Regions from separate parts of the Zea mays genome. Here all the other regions are linked to region 1. A link is a contact called in public Hi-C data. All regions are on one chromosome and are shown on one strand. The core of a region is the stretch at or near the end of the contact, and the rest is flanking DNA. Distances in the headings are between cores, read along the strand shown. Region 1 holds the start of LOC103635870 (probable pectinesterase 53). Region 2 holds the start of LOC100381528 (oxidative stress 3). Region 3 holds the start of LOC100280678.

What was found. A called contact is a pair of places that touch in the nucleus more often than the background predicts.
Region 2: a contact with region 1 is called in a Hi-C map of tassel, with 2.6 times the contacts expected there. The contact joins the promoter of LOC100381528 here to the promoter of LOC103635870 in region 1. A contact is called at or near these places in 4 of 25 Hi-C or Micro-C datasets (bundle sheath, ear, root tip and 1 more).
Region 3: a contact with region 1 is called in a Hi-C map of ear, with 2.1 times the contacts expected there. The contact joins the promoter of LOC100280678 here to the promoter of LOC103635870 in region 1. A contact is called at or near these places in 3 of 25 Hi-C or Micro-C datasets (bundle sheath, ear and root tip).

What each region holds. Positions count from the first base shown.
Region 1 is chr8:127,771,714-127,775,762 of Zm-B73-REFERENCE-NAM-5.0, reverse strand. It overlaps LOC103635870 (probable pectinesterase 53), which reads right to left and starts at 2,550. Exons shown (of 4, transcript XM_020543317.2): 1 at 1,703-2,550; 2 at 1,406-1,615; 3 at 821-1,056; 4 at 451-720. The coding sequence starts at 2,380. The coding sequence ends at 573. It overlaps LOC103635869, which reads right to left. Exons shown (of 3, transcript XM_035961799.1): 3 at 3,800-4,049.
Region 2 is chr8:127,975,320-127,979,211 of Zm-B73-REFERENCE-NAM-5.0, reverse strand. It overlaps LOC100381528 (oxidative stress 3), which reads right to left and starts at 2,368. Exons shown (of 2, transcript NM_001174357.1): 1 at 2,057-2,368; 2 at 1,463-1,963. The coding sequence starts at 2,250. The coding sequence ends at 1,702.
Region 3 is chr8:127,994,366-127,998,351 of Zm-B73-REFERENCE-NAM-5.0, reverse strand. It overlaps LOC100280678, which reads left to right and starts at 2,629. Exons shown (of 1, transcript NM_001159256.2): 1 at 2,629-3,685. The coding sequence starts at 2,756. The coding sequence ends at 3,544. It overlaps LOC100281266, which reads left to right and starts at 326. Exons shown (of 1, transcript NM_001154185.2): 1 at 326-1,214. The coding sequence starts at 410. The coding sequence ends at 1,174.

The DNA.
Region 1 (4,049 bases), core at 1,301-3,800:
TTACATGGATAAGTGTTAAAATCATTATTTTGTTTCAGGGCTAGATTTTTTTTTTCATTTTCCCATGAAAAAATAAACTAACTTCCCTGGAAAATGAAAATCCCTTTAGAAAAATGGGGTTCTCAAACTATCACTTATTAATGTAAACATTTGGCTAAAATTGTCCGTGCTAAAAAATTTCAAATAAGCAGTTTTACGCGTGCCTGGTGAACAGTACTAGGCTTGCTCGGCTGTAAACATGAAGGTTGCTCGGAACGGGTGATGGGCTTGGCTGCACTCGCGTGTCAGCATGTGGACCAAACCTGACGCTATTCCGGCCTGGGCCAAGGAAGCCCATGTTCATGAAAACCTGCAGCGATGTGATGCACAGGAAAGGAGTCGAACAAAAAGAGTGCAGGACGTAGTTCTGCAGCGCTCACTCATCAGCCAGCCAACCACCAACTCTCATCGTACGCAGTTGCGCCAACAATTGGATTTGTATTTGCCTTGTGTTTTTGTTTGCTCTTCATTCACATCAACTAATTAAGGTCATGCATGGTGTGTGTGTGTGTGTGTGTCAACAATGTGGCGTGCTACAACCGGAGCCACTGGAAGCCGTCGATGAAGTCGAGCGAGATGAAGGGCTTGGCCTCCTCGTCGGTGAGCTCCCGCGACCACTGCACCCTGCCGGCGTAGTTCGCGCCCGGCCCCGTGCACTTGTACTGCCCGTAGAACACCGTCCTGCACGCGAATAGAACCAACCGCACCGCGCGTCAGATGATTCCATTTCATGCACTGCACCGGCGGCGCCGGAGAGGGAGGGAGGAGGAGGAGCACTGACATCTCCCGCGTCGGGTCGCCCCAGTTGTACCAGCCGCGCGGGATGATGATGTTGTCCATGTAGGTGTAGGCGAAGACGACGCGGGAGAAGGTTCCCCAGGCGCGGCCCAGGTACAGCGCGCCGGACCCCGTCACCCGGCACTTGACGAACGAGAACCCCGTGTCCTCCAGCAGGCTCTGCCGGTTCTGCGCCGTCAGCGCGCCGTAGTTCCGCGCGATCGCGTGCACATGGCACCCCTGTATATTCATCATCCAGCTGTTATTTTCCAAACGGGGAGAACGCACAAGAAAAAGCAAGTGGTACTGCGTAAAGGAGTACAGCGATGGCAGTGGCAGGCGTCACGGGCGGCCGGCACCACGCTTGGGGCCGGGGAACCGTGCCCGCCGCCAACGACAAGGGCGGACGACATGAGAGGTTCACTTCACCCCACTCTATCTACTGTAGTAGGAGTACCCCATTAATTAATTAAAAACTGAAAGAGGGGTCGATTAGTTAATGCGCATCGACATTCCATTTGCACCTGTTCTTCACCGACTCTTTGGCAGTAAACGGGGTAGGCCGACGAGATGCTCAGTACGGACTGACCTCGTAGAGGGAGAGCGCGTTGCCGAAGATGAAGTCGACGGAGCCCTCGATGTAGCAGTCGCGGTAGTAGTGGCGGCCGAGGTGGTCGTACAGCGTGTCCTGCGCGCCCAGGAAGTTGCACCCCACGAACGCCGCGTTGTCCGCCGATATCCGCAGCGCCACCCCCTGCTTGCCCAGAGCGCCGGGCCGCGGCACAGGGGCCGTGTTCTGCTGCCCCAGCGGAAACGCGCGTCAGGCATGCAGTGCAGTGCAGGCTCTCTCGTAGCGAAGCGGAAACGCCGCGTCGAGAGAAAGAACCTTGAAGGTGATGTTCTTGGCGACGAAGAACATGGAGTTGACGGCGAACGTGGCGGAGCCGAACGTGCCCATGGGCCTGCCCCAGGACCCGGCCGTGTCCGCCGTGTCGCCCCACTGCACCACCGTCTTGTCTGCGCCGGCGCCCTCCACGGTGACGAACGCGCGCATCGGCGAGATGTTCACCTTCTCCCTGCAGCAGCACCGAGCAAGTGAGACCCGTCTTCGACGCAGCGCCAGCAATGCAATGCAATGCAATGCACGTACGTACGTGTACGTGCCGGCGTTGACCCTGATGACGACGCGGGCGAGGTTGATGAGCGGGAGCGAGTCGACGGCGGCCTGGATGGACGTGAAGTCCCCGGCGCCCGGCCTCCTGTCGACGACGAGCGTGCGCGCGGGCAGGAGCGTGAGCGCCGGCCGGTTGTAGTTGTAGGTGCCGTGGCCGAGGCGGCCGCCCACGAAGCGCACCCACCGCGTGAACTGCCGCTCGATCGCCTCCGCCCGCGTCGCGTTCGCCGGGTACAGCTTCGCGGCGGCCGCCGCCGCGCTCTTCTTGGGCCGCAGGCGCCTCGTGTGCGTGTGCCCGTGTCCCGCGGCGGCGGCCACCTCTCCCGGCGCGACGAGCAGCGCCACGGCGACGACGGCGGAGCAGAGGAGGAGCCGCGATGGCACGGCCATGGTTGTCGTCGTCGCGCGGTGGAGGTGCCCTGTGGCCGCGGTCACCGCTGGCCTGCGAGAACTAGCAAGCGGCCGGGGGTTATTATAATTCCCGGAGGGGGGAATTTAAGGAGATCACGGGCGTGCGCGGACGACGGACGCGGCTCACGAGTGACGACGAGCCGCGCCGGGGGCGGGGCGAGAAGCTGGTTGCTTTTGCTGCGCCGCATCCAAGCATTCCTCGGGCGGGGGTGGGGAGGGCCGTGTCTAGAAAATGGCAATGGGTACAAACCCGCTGGGTTTTGTCGTCCCAAACCCGTACCCGTGAAAAATATTTATGCCTATTAAAAAACCCGTACACATGACGGGTTTGAGATTTTGCCCAAACCCGTACCCATCGGGTTAGAGGGTACCCGCGGGTTACCCACGGGTTTTATCTCCAATATGCTTGTTCTTCCTATAATCAATAAGTATCGTAATGATTAATGAGATCATGGTCCAAAATTTATGTGATGAACAACGAGTTCATGATTTGGTATAAAAATTATTAGTAGAGAGAATGGAATACAAATAATAAGTTGTATAATAGCAAGCAAGCAACACTCTCACCGACTACTTATACATTCACCATTTGATAAAAATTAGTAAGTAAATAAGGAATAACAAGTTTGTTGTTCGTTTATAAAATAAAATGACAATATGCACTAGGTTTGGTCGGGTTTAAAAAACCCACGAGTTCGCGGGTTTGGGTACTATAAGAACAAACCCGTACCCATAAACCCGTCGGGTATAGATTTATGCCCGTTAACAAACCCATGGGTATGAAAATTGACCCAAACCCGTACCCTAATGGGGTAAAAACCCATCGGGTTTCGGGTACCCATTGCCATCTCTAGCCGTGTCGCATTAGCCAAGATGGCATGCCGGCAGCATTTCTCGTGCTGGAATTGTCTTGGAGACGGCGCCGGAAGTATAATTCTCTGCTGGGGTCTCGATCGCTGTATTGTATTGTTCTCACCCCGTGATCGAATTTGTTCGGAGCACTGTTCCGCTTCGTATTTTTGCTGCGCTCAATCTTTCCTCACGCCGAGAGAGGAAAATGGCTACCATATGATTGTTCACTGGTCAAACCACAGAAAACCACAGTAAACTAACTGATAGGGTCGCTTGGTTTTTCACGGGGTGGACTCATGATCAGAGCCCGCTAGACTTGATAGTACGTCGGATCGGGTCAAAATCTTGGATGGGATCGAACTGTTTTTCAGATTACCACACTTTGGTTCGGGTTTAACCGAACCCGAATCGGTACAGTGGTACACTATCAGGTCAGGCTCGATGGTGTCGAGAGAGAGCTCAGCGGTTGGCTCATTGCTTCCCTTCACAGACGGAGCTGTCCTTACCAAACACCAATGCAGCAAATATGCAATGGCCACAGAGAGCTAGAGAAAAGGGAGTCACACAAGCAAATACTCCACAAAATTTCCGGCTCGCCAGGAAAATACAAACATCGGGGCCACTATTACATCCCTCAAAGCACAAGCTGCCAAGCTCTACCAGATAAAGAGTACCATAACCCATCATTTATTTATTCCACAGTACAAGCAGAACGCATGGTCATGGCCTACTGAGCGACGTGACTGTCGTCGTACCACTACCATGTCAGCCTGCAGCAGATCCAGGGCGTGTCCGC
Region 2 (3,892 bases), core at 1,119-3,618, 200 kb before region 1:
GCTTCGCTAGAATAGACATCATGCTGAGAATTTTGACACAGTAGAAACGGAGACACCGGCAAATTCGCCCGTTTGACATGCTCCCACCATCTATCTCGTCCCTTGAGCTTTGATCGACACACAGCCCGTCACCATTACCGTCCGTCGTTCACACGCCGTCCTCACTACGCCGTCACTGCACAGCTCCCGTGGCCTGTAGCTGTCGCCACGGAGGGGAGTTCGCCAGAGAGCTCTGCAGTGACGACGGTCGTCCGGTCCAGCGTGTCCTGTGCACCGCGCGCTCCGACTCAGGAGTCCAGCTGCTGAAATATGGCACTTCTATTACTCGGACACTACTTGGTCTCCAATTCAGTGATCCAGTTGCTGAAATATGGCACTTCTTCGCTGCGGGCTGTTAAAAATGTTCGGCAAGCTCAACGCGAGATGCCTTTCCATGCAGAGCAGAGCTCGAACCCAACCTGCTCAGCTCAGCATTGTCTTATGACGAATCCAGTGAACTGTCAAGCAATGCAAGAATTCAGAGCTCAACATCATCTGACGAAGAATCCAGTGAAGCATCCTTTCGAGGCCATGCTCTGCTACCATTGAGTTTGTTTTACTTTGCCATCTAAATATGCTGTCCAGACCAACAAAGCCCCGCTGGCTGCGCCTAGGTGTAGCGATGCATTTTGTTTGTTTTACGTTGTCCAAGCGCTAGTTGGTTCGCCACAAGCCCATCATGAGGAAACTCTCCTGCGAACCATCTCCTGGTCCTGGCCATTGTTCGAACCTGGTAGATGATTTTGCTATGGTGGCTTTCGCGTCTGTATTTCGCTCTTACATCGGCAGAGTTTAATTTAGTGGCATGAGTTTGCTGTTTGCACATCCTGCAGAATTATTCTCTCGGGACAGAACTGTATGGTCTGGCCTGTGGGTGGCGTGAGAGATTTGGCTATCGGAGATCTGACCTGAGTATTGGTGTAGAGATTGCGAGAGATCTCAATGTTTTCCTTGGACGTGCTGTCTCTCGCGCAGGGGGCCCACTGTCGCCTGGCGAGAGGGAGAGCAAGAGTGACGGATGAGAGCGACGTGGAGGTTTTTAATTGGTCCAGCCGTTGCAACTAGTTATTTTTGGAGTCCGAAAAATTCAAAAAATGAAAAAAAAAATCACAAATTTGATCATCAATCTCTATAAATACCCCTACTAAAGACCATCGATCTCTCTGGAGCTCTTTCCACACACTATTTCATTATGTTATACGATTTCTGAGCGAGCGCTGAAATAAACTTGTGTGAATTCTAAAAAAACTGAGCTATATAGCCTTCTATGGTCTGTACACTGAATCAAAGTTGAGTTGAGAGCTTATGTGGTAGGTGCGGGAGAGGATTCGGTTAATGGTCACTCCAAAGGAAGGAAACAGTCGATCATTATTTTCTGCCAGGACTGCAGTGCTTCGTATTTACCCAAACAGCAGTTTGTTTTGCCGAGCAGCAACAGTGCAGAACGGTCAATTATGTTGTGAGTGAGTCCCTCTAGTGCTCTACAGGTACTCCGATAGCAGAGCAAGCAACAGTTCACACCACCTCGTAAAATTCTCACAGTCAAGTCAAGTCAAGCCCGTGAAGGAAATCCCGCAGAACAAGAGTAGAGAAGTAAAAAAAAAAAAGAGAGAACGAAAAAACAGTTGCAGTGCTCTCGTCGTCTGCCTACAGGCTACAGCCTCACTGGTGGTACCCGTTCTGAATTGGGGCCGTGGGCCGTCCTGAACCCGTTGGCGGCGGCGAGGCCGAGGTCGGCGCAGGAGCTGGAGGCGGGCTTCTTGGCCACATCATCCCTCCCAGTCCCAGTCCCAGCGCGCCGTAGCTCTTGTTGGTCCTGTGCTTGTAGGGGCTGCCCTTCTTGCGCAGGTCCTCCAGGCAGCGCACCTCCGACATGCACGCGAACGACTGCGACTTGCCCTCGTAGTACCGCGATAGCCCTTTCCTGCAAGCCAGCCAGCCAGGTCCCCGATTCATGAGCAAAAATACCGTGAGGCGTGAGAAGACAGACCATGGGTGCAGGCGCGCGCGCACTTACTTGGCTGGGAGCTGCTGCGACACCATGGACGCCATGTCGTAGATGCTGTCCGAGTTCATCCTCCGCAGCGGCGGCACGAACGCGCGGCGCTCCTGGTCGCACGAGCCCTCGCCGCCGGAGACGGACGGCGCCGTCTCGAACAGCTCCTCGTCCCCCTCCTCGCGGTCCGCCGCGCCTCCAAGCCGGTAGCTCATGTCGCTCTGCTCTGCAGCGGCAAAGCCTCGCTCCGTCTCGCTCTCGCTAGCGGCTCACCCGAACAACCCAGGAGAAACGCTTCTCCCTCTCGGTCTCTTCCGCTTCGCTTCCTTGGGCTCCCTCTGCGCGTCGGCCTCCGCGGTGCGCGCTTTTATATAACTCCCGGCGCCACGCCGCGGCGAGATAACGCGCCCCGCGCCTGCCCTCCCCGCCCGCTTTCTCTCCGTCGGTCCATTGACGGATTGACCAACGCAAAAACCATCTGTCCATCTCGCGTCGCGAGCGAGTAACGTGCGAAATTCGGTGCGGAAACCATTTGTTTTTGCAGCGGTTCGTGGTCGTGCCCTCGCATCTCCCCGCCTGTGGCACTGTGCCGAGTGCCGTCGCGTCCATGGCACATCGGGTCCTGCGACCCACGCCGACACGTGGGGTGTAAATCTGCGTTAATAAAGGCGTGTTGGCTCGGGCTGGCCACTGCGGCGCTGCCACGCATGGCTTTCGCTCCGGAATCTGTTCTCCGATCTTATCCTCATCTCACTCCGGGTCCCGCGCGCACGAGGCCAGGTTTGGTTCGCAATCGCACCGGGTGGGGGTGCTGGCCGGTGGCCGCCAATCTCCGGGTCCGAACGCTCGGACTCGACCGGTCCGAAAGCGTGAACTCTGGTTTTGTTTAGATTATATCGTATATAAAATAATTTGAAATTTCTAACGATAAAAAACTTTTGTATCCGTAGTGTCTTGTGTACTGGTCTGGGTTACAACCGAAAATCTTTACGACCAAGCGTTTCGGGACAATCGAACCAAAACAGCCTATAGGAACTAGCTGGCTTATGGCTGGAGTAAATGGATAGCTTATAAGGAATTATTAAGATAAACTTCATTGGTATAAAAAGCGTGAAATCAAATACTTCTAAATACTTCTCCATCCAAAAATATAATATAATTTGTTTTAGACTAAAGATACATTCATTAATTAACCGGGGTCATGTGCTACTTCCAGATGGTAGATTGCCGCATCAGCTTGAAACTCACCTCCTTCTGTTTTTTTTTTTTTTTTTGCTTGAATCTGAGGGTTTTTTTTCTACGGTGTCATTATGTTCAGAATCATATTCAGAACTTACATCAAAACTAATGTTATACTCCAGGTTCGATTCGATTATGTGCATTGCGCTTGGGTTGAAACACAGGAGAGGTTTCGCTCTCAGGGATGTGTGCTTATGTGTACTACGTGGCGTCTGATTTGCTAACTTGCGGCGAGACTAGATACATATGTTTTTCCGTTTCAAGAAAAGGTGCTCCCCAAGTCAGGATTGATCGGTTCGCTCTCAATTCATATAAATTAAGTGGGATTGAGGCCTTGTTCGGTTAGAATAGATTGAGCAGGATTGAAGAGATTTAATCTATTTTTATACAAATTTGTATATGAGGGGATTTAATCCTCCTCAATCCACTTTAAACCGAACAAGATATGAGTGTGTTTAAATACCAAGCAAGTCAAACTTCTTATGGCTTGTTCGTCTTACTCTCAATCCATATGTATTGGGTGGGATTGAATGAGTTTCAATCCCGAACAAGTTGTTGGCACCGATCCAAGCACCAATCACTGCGATGATAACCGGTAGCGGTGCTCTCTGCGGAGGC
Region 3 (3,986 bases), core at 1,380-3,879, 220 kb before region 1:
GCACACTCACGCTCACAAGTCGCCACCACAGAGACAGAAACCTTGTCCACCTTGGATTTCCTTCCTTGACCACAGATGATTTTTTGATACAACATGTGAGACGCATTCCATTCAGCAGAGCATCTGCTGCATCGTCTACGGTCATCGCGAATTTTTACACTTGCATTGCATTGGGCCAAGTCAAGCGGGTCAAACCCGGCATAGAACATGTACCGGCCGGCGTTCTACGAATTCCGTAACACCACGTGTAACAAGACCAATACCCCAACCCAACAGTGGCGTGAGCCAGAGCTGAGCTCTTCATAGGACCGTCCGTGTACCAGACGAAGCAGACGTTGGTTCTACTGGTGTACAGACCGCGTGTGCGTGTGGCCTGCGGCCTGCCTCTCTTGTCCGCCGGCCCTCTTCCATGGCGGCCGCCGGGGCGTCGAGGAGCGCGGAGGAGGGCAAGAGCGACCAAACGAGGCCCCTCGCGCTGCCTTCCCCAACAGTCTACCCGGCGCCGTCGGCCAGCGACGCCGCCGCCAGGGCCAGGTGGCGGTCCACGCAGTACCTCCGCAAGCGCCGGTGCGCGCTCTGCTGCGGCGGCTGCTGCGTGAGCGCCATCGTGGTCGTCGGCGTCATCATCCTGGCGCTGGCGCTCACCGTGTTCAGGGTCAAGCAGCCGCGCCTGGCCGTCAACAACGTCTGGCTCACGGCCATCAGCGCCGGGCCCGGGACGGGGCCGGGGGCCGCCGCCCCCGTGGCCGCCAACGCCACGCTCACCGCCGACGTCTCCGTGGACAACCCCAACGCCGCGGCGTTCAGGTTCTCGCGGACCGAGACGGACGTCTACTACGAGGGCCGGACGGTGAGCGTGGCGTACGCGCCCGCCGGCCGCGTCGGCGCGCGCGGGAGCGTCCGGATGAACGTCACGGTCGACCTCCTCGCCGACCGCCTCGCGCGCGCCGTCAACGGCACCGGCCTCGTGTTCGGCCAGGAGTACCAACTCCACACCTACACGGCGATCAACGGCACGGTCAATGTGCTGGGGATCGTCAAGAAGCACATCCAGATCAGGCTCAACTGCTCCACCGTCATCCAGGTTGGGGGAGCGGCTGCCGCGCTGGAGTACGGGGCTGCGTCCACAGTGCAGAGCAAGGGCGTCGATTGTTTAGCAGATGTCACCCTGTGAGTTGTGACTGTGAGTGAGTAGGTTCAAGAGTGGCGAGCAGATAGTTTTCTATTTTGAATCTCTTTAGCAAGTATTTGGTGTATTTGTCTTGGCGGATAAAGTTACCTTCATTTACTTGATTTGAAAGCTAAAGAAAGAAAGTAAGCTCGATGATCATCGACATCTCGAACTCTTTTGACATCAACTCACCAAACTCCTTACAATGACCTTCATTTATCGAGCCAAAGATTTAATTGCCAACATAAACTTGATAGAACTTGAGGGATTTTGACCAACGTTGTGATTCCTCGAGGGATTTTGACAAGGGTGTGTGAAAGCAAGAGAAGATCATTCTCCTTGTGTTATTGAGCACTTGATGAAGCCCTAGTCATTTAGTGCGTTAATTAATTAATTAATTAATTAATCATAGAGCTTAACTCCTAGAAAACTAAATGTTGCCCAGGATAGGATAAAAGGAGTGGGTCGAAAAAAACTCCACAGCCTTTATGATGACGTCGGAATGGCCGCTTCCAATACACCTGCATCCAAGGCAATGATTGATCATATCGAAGGCAGAGAGCTAGGGGAAGCACCCGAAGGTCTCAAGAGAATGCATGACTGCCAATAATGAATGTTGGACAACATAGAACTGTAGAGCAGCTAGGCCGGCACCATCAGCAACTCGAGGAACTTGATAGCTGCAGGAGGTAACGATGGCCTCGCACTCGCTGATAAACAAAGTACGATGTTATGTTCATTAGTTCATACATGAATATGATAATTTCTCTCGACTCTAGCACACACTTGGGGCCGAAACTCTAAAGTTGGGCCGGTGTGCGAGAGCAGGCCGGGCCTGATATTCTTGGGCTTGAGGCTGTCTGCCTTGAGTCGGGGCGCTGCTAACGGTCATCTATTTCACGCTCCATCCATATGCAGGGGCCGGGGGGGGGGGGGGGGGGGGGGGACGGTTACCGCGGGCGGAAATGTCCGTACTCCGTAGGCTCCCTCCCGAGTCAGCTGATGCAAATTTTATTTTAAGGTGCACGGAAGTATATGCTCTCTTTAGTACCAGGATAAATATATATGTCCAGGTGCCTTGCCTCTTCTCAGGGGCATGGCTGCTGGATCCACAAGAGTAGTGATGCAGCTGTGTACGTGTGGGTGTCCCGTACTGCGCAGCAGACCACGCCGTACAGCAGCGCAGCTCGAAACCTCACCGGCCCAGCCGCAAAAGCGCCCGGTGGCCCGCCCCATTTCCTTCGCCGAGAGGCCGCGACGTGGCGAGCAACATGCAGCACGGGCCTCCACGCCTCTCCACGTAGTCGCCCCGCGCCAAACCACCTCCCCACGACGCCACGCCAGCCTCCGATAGCTCGGCAACCAACAGAGCCCTCAATACCGCCCATGCCGGTTGCCGGATACGATACCGCCCCAGCCCAACCCCTATAAAACCCCGCGCCACCAACCCTACGGTTGTTATATCTCCTCAAGGCACGTTCACCACAGTCCTCTCTTTCCCCGGCACCACCACCACCCAGGCTAACCGGACTGGACCGAGTGTTGAACAACACTGAGGGCGAGGCAGATAGAGCGACGGCAGGCATGGTGAGCCGTGAAAATTTGCACCTGGTGCTGGACCCGGCGTCTCTGGGCGCGCCGTGGGCCGACCCGTCCGCCGCAGAGATCCCGCCGCAGCTCCTCGCCGCGCTGGGAGAGTACCTCTCCTCCACCCGCGCCGAGGGCGGCGACGTCGCGACGGAGGCGGACGACGAGTTCATGATGCACGAGTTCAAGGTGCGGCGGTGCGCGCGCGCGCGGAGCCACGACTGGACGGCGTGCCCCTACGCGCACCCGGGGGAGGCCGCGCGGCGGCGGGACCCGCGCCGCGTGGCCTACGCGGGGGAGCCGTGCCCGGACTTCCGGCGCCGCCCGGGCGCGGGCGCCGCGTGCCCGCGCGGGGCCGCCTGCCCGCTCGCGCACGGCACCTTCGAGCTGTGGCTCCACCCGTCCCGCTACCGCACGCGCCCCTGCCGCGCGGGCGCTGCCTGCCGCCGCCGCGTCTGCTTCTTCGCGCACGCCGCGGCCGAGCTCCGCGCCGGCGCCGGCGCCGGCGCCGGCGCCGCCAAGGACGGCTGCTCGCCGCTCGCGCTGTCGCTCTCGCCCAAGTCGACGCTGGCGCCGCCCTGGGAGTCGCCGCCGGTGTCGCCGGTGGAGGGCCGGAGGTGGGTCGACGAGCCGGCGGACGCCGAGGTGGAGGAGCTGTTGCTCGCGATGCGGGAGCTCGGATTCAGGAAGGCCAAGGCGTCGTCGTCGGCGCCGGTCCTGCCTGCGGCTGCGGTCACGGAGGACGACGGGCCGGACTTGGGATGGGTGTCGGAGCTGGTGATGTAGGCGTCCAAGATGTGGTGGATGCCGATCTGCGATCTCCTTCGCTCGCTGCTGCCGGCGTCGTCAACGGAACAGCTTCGTTAAGCAATATTGATCGTACCATTTTCTTTCATGAATTTGCATCATTCTTCTTGTGGATATAAACCAAACCTGGTGCAACTATTAATACTGCAATCTGTAAGCGTGGCGTGCTGCTGTACATGGTTCTCGTTCGTTCGATCATTACTACCAGTGTATATACAAAGTGTAGTTGCCTTCGCTGTCAGTACACTGCTGCCTTCTGGAATCGGTGTTCAGCTAATCTGCAATTAATCGGTGTTCAGTCGTGGAAGTACGTGTGTTCCATTCATCCGATCACTGCAGGGGGATTGGTCTTGGATGAAGGAAATGCGGTAGAGTTTCTGCAAATGGGAAACCAACATGGCCGGGCCGGTGATGACGACGA